Regions from separate parts of the Rattus norvegicus genome. Here region 2 is linked to region 1. A link is a contact called in public Hi-C data. All regions are on one chromosome and are shown on one strand. The core of a region is the stretch at or near the end of the contact, and the rest is flanking DNA. Distances in the headings are between cores, read along the strand shown. Region 1 overlaps Sema6d (semaphorin 6D). Region 2 overlaps Sema6d (semaphorin 6D).

Region 1 (3,467 bases), core at 827-3,326:
AATAGGAATAAAACAAGTAGGTATCCCAACACCCTAACACAGGACCGAGAGAGTGTAAATAAAACCTTTTGGGGGGCTCCACACAGATTAAGAGCTCAATGCCCAGTCATTATGCCCATGATAGCATTCTAGCATAAATGTATGGATGGCTGTTTACAGTGAGCAGTGATTTCATTATGTCGTAATGGCACCTTACACTTTAACAGCACTTTCATTTCCCTGTATTGTTGTATCTGACACTAACTATAATTTCATGGGGCAGCAGAGCATCCACAGATGTGGAAATTTGATTGGCTGACCATGGCCGGAATTCGAGGCACCTGGTTCTAAGTGCAGTGTGCCCCTGACCTCCGCATGGGCATGGTATCAATAGATACAGAGAGTAGCAATAAGTGGTGATAACGAGAGGTGATGGGGTCGCACGCTCCAGACACACTCTTCTCCCCATGTGGGCTCAGCCAGAGTTTCCAGCCAGGCCTCAGCCCCCACTTTCCCAAGCATGGAGGGGGGGGGGACCACCTCTGTCTAATGTGTCGAGTCAATTGTGCAAAGCCCTAGGGGGAAGAATTCCATCCTGACCACAGCAGGCAATCACCTGATGCCCTGAAGCATGAAGTTTGATTACCCTTATCTCAGTTTATCATTGCATCAAGGACTGTTGATGGGAATACTGGCCCAGGGCCCCGAGTAGAAAAGATGCAGGCCAGTCAGCAGAAATACGTCAGGCTCTTTCTCTTCCCTCGTTTTTTTTTCCCCTCACATAGGAAATCTTTTACCAACTAGAGTCTTTCAAAATAAACCTCTTTAGCTCGCAGTGTTTTACTGCTTTCTCTTTTCTTTCATAAGCTAACTGAGATGCCCTAGGCTGGCAGGAAGAGGTCATGTCTAGCTAGCAGCCTGTTCACACCCCTCTTACTATAGAGTAATGTGTTGACATGGAAACCTGCACCCCCACTCCCCACCCCCAGACGCTAGGCCATCAGCAGATGCCCCTATCAGGCATCCTCTGGCTACACTGGAGGCTCTTTTCTCCAAAGTAGTCAACAGACAACAGGCGTTAGTTAACCTGGTAAGCCTGATGGCGGGTTAGGGTTCTGGGAATCTGCATTTTAATCTGTGTAATGATGAATGTTAAAGTCTGAGGTCTGCCCATGGTTATGGGTCAGATAGGTGGACTGGCTCAGGAGTGAGCCTGAGCTGTATGGCATGTTTCCCCAAGCCAGGAGCCACCAGTACAGAACACACACCAATTCTCGCAACTGTCCTTTGACAGCGCCAGCAGTGGACTCCAGATCCTGACGTCATGTCTCTGAAACAGCAGATGTCTCGGTTGCAGCTCTTCAACAGAGGCACGGAGGGGCTGAGGCCAGTCTCCAGCTGCCTGCAACAATCCCTCTCTCAGCCTGGTTGAACCAGTCACCAGTGTATGGAGGTGCTGTGGGGCGGAAGTCACAAGCCACACACTAGTCAAAGAGCAGCGCCAGAGTCACACACGGCAAGATGCGAAGAACGAAGACTAAGAGAACAGGCTGTGGAGCCAGACTCTATTTATCTTTACCTAACAGACAGTGGTATATTTAAAACACTGCTGCATGCCAAGCGCTATCATAAGTCCTCTTCAAATATTAATTCATGAATGTCTCACAACGGTCTTCAGACACAGGTACTACTAGAACAGTCTTCCGTTTCTAAGCCTCAGAGAGGTTAAGTAACTTGTTCAAGATCACACAACTCATTCAAGATTACACTTCATCTCACAGATCCTAGCTCCCTCTCCCTGCCCCCTTTCACTACGGAGTAGTGGTTTAACTCTAGGACATACTTACTCTCCCATGCCTCAGTTTCTTCCTCTGTACAATGAGTATGTTATTAATAGTAGCCATCTTCAAGAACGCTGGTCAAATGATTTAGCATATTTGCTTGCGTGCCGGGCACATGGCGAGGACTCACATATGTCAGCCCCTTGCTCTCAGCCTTACATTCTCGGGGGTGGCGAGAGGATTAAATGAGACAACATATTTAAAGTGCTAGGCACAATGCCACCGTGCAGGGCAAACACATAGCATGCACTGTTATTATTAGCCCTGCTGAGCCAGGCTGGCTTATTTTAGACTGGGTTTAGAGGCAACTGGGCTGGGCACAGGGGAGCAGAGTGCCTTTTGCTTCAAGCTCCTGTGCGGGCGGCAGATCAACTACTAGACTTAACGGACTCTCTGTTTTAAGACACCGGAATATTCCTAAAAATTTTGTTCCCCATATTGGATTTGCTCATGGTTGGACCTCTCCTACTGACCTATTTTGTAATTTCTGACTGGTGTTTAATTGGCAGCCATTCTTCGCTGAGACTGTCATGTAAAGCAGTAACCTGTGAGAGTCCTGAATACACCTTGGAACGCTGAGCCGGGGTGGGTCCAAGGCATGGGAAAGCAGCTGACTTGACCATTCCCAATGCCTCCCCGGATCCCCGTTTTCATCTTATTCCACTTTCCCTATGTATTCTAATAAGCATACCTACACCACACAACTTCTGTCTTCCCTCCCCTGAAGTTTATCACATTCGCCATTAAACTTAACTGTGTGCTGATTGTAATTTACGTTAACCTCTGGGTTAACAATGGCTGAGAATCACCCACGCTCCTACTTAGCTTGGAGGAAGGTTTGGAACTGGGTAGCGGGGAGTCACAGTGTTAGGGAGGAAATGACACAGAGAACCATCACTGGAGGCAGAAACTTTGCCCTGGGAGTTCAGAACCACAAAGGAAATGTTCACTTCCTAACGGATGCCGTCATAATTTTCCAAGTCTTTTTCCTCTGTTAGGAATAAGCTGCCCCGGCCTCAAACCACGCCATGTAGTCTGCGCACCAGGGGAGACTCTATCTGCAGTATGATAAAACTCACTGTGCATTTACGACACTTGCTGAACATACGGGCTTCTCCCTCTGCTGACTTGAACCAGGTCACAACCTCAGGAAGCTGCCATCTAAATGGGCCTTATACTCCAGCCCACCTCGTTATCATGGTTTCAGTGTTTTTATTCTCATTTCATCTCTATTTCCTGTCTCCACATCATCTTCTTTCCCTTCCAGAACACTCATACAAGCATGCATTCTATTTAAAGAAAAAAGAAAAGGAAGAGTCTGCGTTTAAAGTCTTTTCGTGTTAAGAAGAAAAGATAAGGCCCACAAATCAGCAACCTCAGTTGCTTCTGCTCAATATCTCAGTGAGCAGAGGTCTCGCTGGGTCCTCACTGCTGAGTTCGTGTATACATGATCCACCCGCAGCTGACGTGGGGCTCTCACCACTCATCATAGAGCAATCTGACTTGTCACAGATTGATCCCATGCATTCTGATGGCTTACTCTGCCAGGCTGGCAGCTCAGGGACACCCAATACATCTTTGTGGGTTGCACAGCCAACTGCCACTGTGCACCTGAAATACAAGTCCGAGGTAAGTAAGGACTCAAAT
Region 2 (3,084 bases), core at 114-2,613, 41 kb before region 1:
CCCTCACTTCCCTCTCAAATTTTAGATCTTCTTTTTAAAAACTTCCCCCATGCCAGAATAAGAAAGGAAGGAAAGGAAGAGCAGTACAGCTGGGAATTTAATACTTTTAAGCTGTTGATACCCTGAGAGAAAATGGCTAGGTGGTTCGTGTACTTACAGCATCCCTAAGGTCACTCTCTCACACACTCCCTGGCTTAACCAACCACAGTACGGGTCTCGTGATGCAATGCAAGACCTGCCGAAAAAGCAAACAAAGCGTGATGCAGATTTTCCTCCTCAGCATAGGATAGCCACCCTGGGAGCAGGAGCGAATAAGGAAGCTTACTTTTTACAGGAGCCATAGCGCTCACAGCGGCTGAGGGGGATGCGGACCACGCAGCTGGAGAAGGCCACGTATAAAGCATGGTGATCCCTGTCCAGCTGTAACGAGACGACCTTCCTGTCCTCCTCACTCTCGGCGCTGCACCTATTTGGTGGTTACATTTTGAAGACATACACTGAAGTCAAGCCTGCACCAACGATGTAAGAGGTGCAATTTGGCGGCTCAACCAAAACAAATTATAATTTGAGAAATTATAATTGTGGGATATAGCGCTATGGTTTTGTGTAGCTGGTTACATTTCCAGCTGGACAAAGGGTCTTTTTAAAAAAAATTGCTTTCGAATGGGGTTGCGGCTGTGAAGGACTGGTTCGATTCTAGGAGAGGAGGAGGATGGCATTCTAACGCATTTAAATCCTCCCATGCTAGAGGACTCTGGGTGTCTCCTGTATTCAACGTCCCTCGCTCACTCCTTATGTGTTTTAACCGTCCACACTCTCTTGCTGAACTCTGAGAATATTCTCTGTGCGCATGCTTACGACCAACTGTGCCACATGCAGCATCCCGAAATAGATCTGCAAGGTAAGACGGTGCTAAAATGTTCTCGTTTTCACAGGTGAGAAAGGAAGGAGGGGTGCCTTATTTTTAAACTCATCAGCTGTTCGCCCTCCTGGCCCCAGTGGGCTTAGGAAAACAAACAATCCTGAAAAGCACTTCTATGGGGGAGGTAAATAATAAACGAAGAAATAAAACCCAAATGGAACATGTAAAAAAAATCGCTAATTCAGGAGTCTGAAAGAAAAATGGCCAGATAAGCTAGACACCCATCATTTTTTTGAGCAGGGCTAAAGAGCGTTCTCCCAAAACATACTTACTTGGCTGGGTTATAAGCTTCGATCTCTTCGAGTAATACACTGTCGTTCAAAGAGAAAGGACTGGTCTTTGCCAAAACTTTAAGCACCACGCCGGCCTCAGAGCCAACAAAGATGACTGTGTAGTTTTGGTACGGCCCTGCCGAACGGTCCACTTCGATGGCTGTCAGCCTGTACCTAGAGCAGGAAAAGAGGCAGGTCAGTCCGATCCGGAGACCTGTGGAAGAGAAATGGGTGGGAGTAGACTGGCCTATTGTCTCACCGGACCCGAGTCTTTGTGAACCAGGGCTCATCAGCAATGGGTGGGACAGCGGAGTCCATCAGCGGGTGGGACTTGATGAAAGACAGGGTATCATCTGGAAAGTCGATGGAGGTTTTGTAAGCTTCCGCGAGGCCATGTTTGGCACAACAGCCAGGCCTGAAAAGGAAGCAGAAACCTTCGATTGTTCTCCCTCACATACTGGATTTAAGGAGTAAGCACACATTCTGCTGAGAAGAGGCCGAGAGAGGAAATAGGGGCTGAAAAACAAGAGGAGTGATGCCATTTCCCAGAATTCCATGGGCTTTTGCACAGCCACATGCACAGGGATAACATTTATTGGCTTTGTGAGGCCTGTCTCAGAGGATTGGCCTGCTGGGGTGGGAAGTTGGATGACAGATAGATAGAACATGGCTCCAATGTTCTTGGTGGGAGGGAGGCTGTTCAATACCAACACCTTCATGTCTTTTCTTTACCTTGGTTTTGGTACTTTGTCTTCAGGAACCGCTGTCCAAACAGAGTCTGGGGTTTTCTGCTCTTTGAACCGCCCTTTGAACACTTTCTCAATGTCGTCCATGCTAAAGGCACAGACTGCAGAGCCAGGAATGCTGTAAAGGGGGAAGAAAACCATGAGGACGAGGATGACAGTGGGGGCCATGCCCAGTTCCCACGGGGAGCACAGAGCCTCCGTGGGGTGGCGGGGACTCGGGTTCTGCTTGTCCCCACCTGTTGAGCTGCGTGGTGAAGACCCCGATCACGGTGGGGATGCCATTGATTTGGATGATGTCTGTGATGGACTGCAGAACATCGAAGTAGAAAAAGGAATCTCCAGGGACTGAGCAGTTAAGCCGAGCCTTCAGGAAGGAAGTCCAGTGTTTCTCCAGGACCCGCTGTGAGCCACCCATGTCGTTTTTACAAATGCGGGCCACTCGGGAGTACACAGCCTGCACAGAGACAAGAACCGAGCCATGAGACTGTGAGCACAGAGGGGGGGGGGAACAAAATGCTGCCACTCAGGGGAGGGACACACACGGAAACCAAAGGAAACAAAGGAAAAGAGATGTCTGGCTCAGAGGAACAAGCCGCCTCCTCCCTGTACTGCCAAGCTGCCAAACATGCTCCCCGAGACCTGAGCTATCTGTCTTCCTGGCTGAGTGAAAATCACGCCAGTGCTTCTGCCTCTGACTTCGTCTACTGCTCCTCATATGACTAATAAAATGCACAGTTCTTGAATGTGGTCGTAGAAGAGTCGACAGTACTTAAGGAGCACATGGGCTTTCACAGAAACACTCCGAATTGAACAGGGGTTCCCATTTTCCATTCTGCCTTTGACACTGGAAAGGATGAGACCATCAATGGCTTTCTAAAGAGGAAAAAAGGCCTCCACTTTCTATGGTGATAGAAATAAAAATATGAAAGCTTTTGAAAGCCTGAGGAGGCAGCTGTTCCCACTCTGGGCATTGTGAGGTGTTTCCCAGCAGTTAGCTGTACCATCAGCAACCCAGTTCCCTGACTCGTCCTTAAACGCACTGAAGCGAGCGCTTTGAACCGGCCCAGGAGAGCACCTGTCACTCTTTCAAAGTGGGTGGGATTTCATTCAGTTTAAGTCCACAGTGCACATCAAGCACATATAC

The links. Hi-C and Micro-C count contacts between places; a contact is called where the count stands out from the background.
Region 2: a Hi-C map of psoas muscle shows a contact between it and region 1, with 2.3 times the contacts expected there. The contact joins two enhancer-like sites. A contact is called at or near these places in 4 of 12 Hi-C or Micro-C datasets (frontal cortex, kidney, prefrontal cortex and 1 more) and 1 of 1 datasets of contacts at active chromatin or transcription factors (oligodendrocytes).

Annotation. Positions count from the first base shown.
Region 1 is chr3:132,342,975-132,346,441 of GRCr8, reverse strand. The region is part of intron 1 of Sema6d (semaphorin 6D); the gene reads right to left. Among named protein-coding and RNA genes, the nearest start is that of Sema6d, 7.4 kb to the right of the region's middle. Within about 2 kb of position 2,076, at least 8 of the 93 cell types and tissues checked have an H3K27ac peak or open chromatin away from gene starts, as enhancers often do.
Region 2 is chr3:132,383,815-132,386,898 of GRCr8, reverse strand. It overlaps Sema6d (semaphorin 6D), which reads right to left. Exons shown (of 16, transcript NM_001107768.1): 9 at 2,177-2,394; 10 at 1,927-2,058; 11 at 1,454-1,609; 12 at 1,195-1,368; 13 at 326-466; 14 at 158-235. Among named protein-coding and RNA genes, the nearest start is that of Sema6d, 48 kb to the right of the region's middle. Within about 2 kb of position 1,363, at least 3 of the 93 cell types and tissues checked have an H3K27ac peak or open chromatin away from gene starts, as enhancers often do.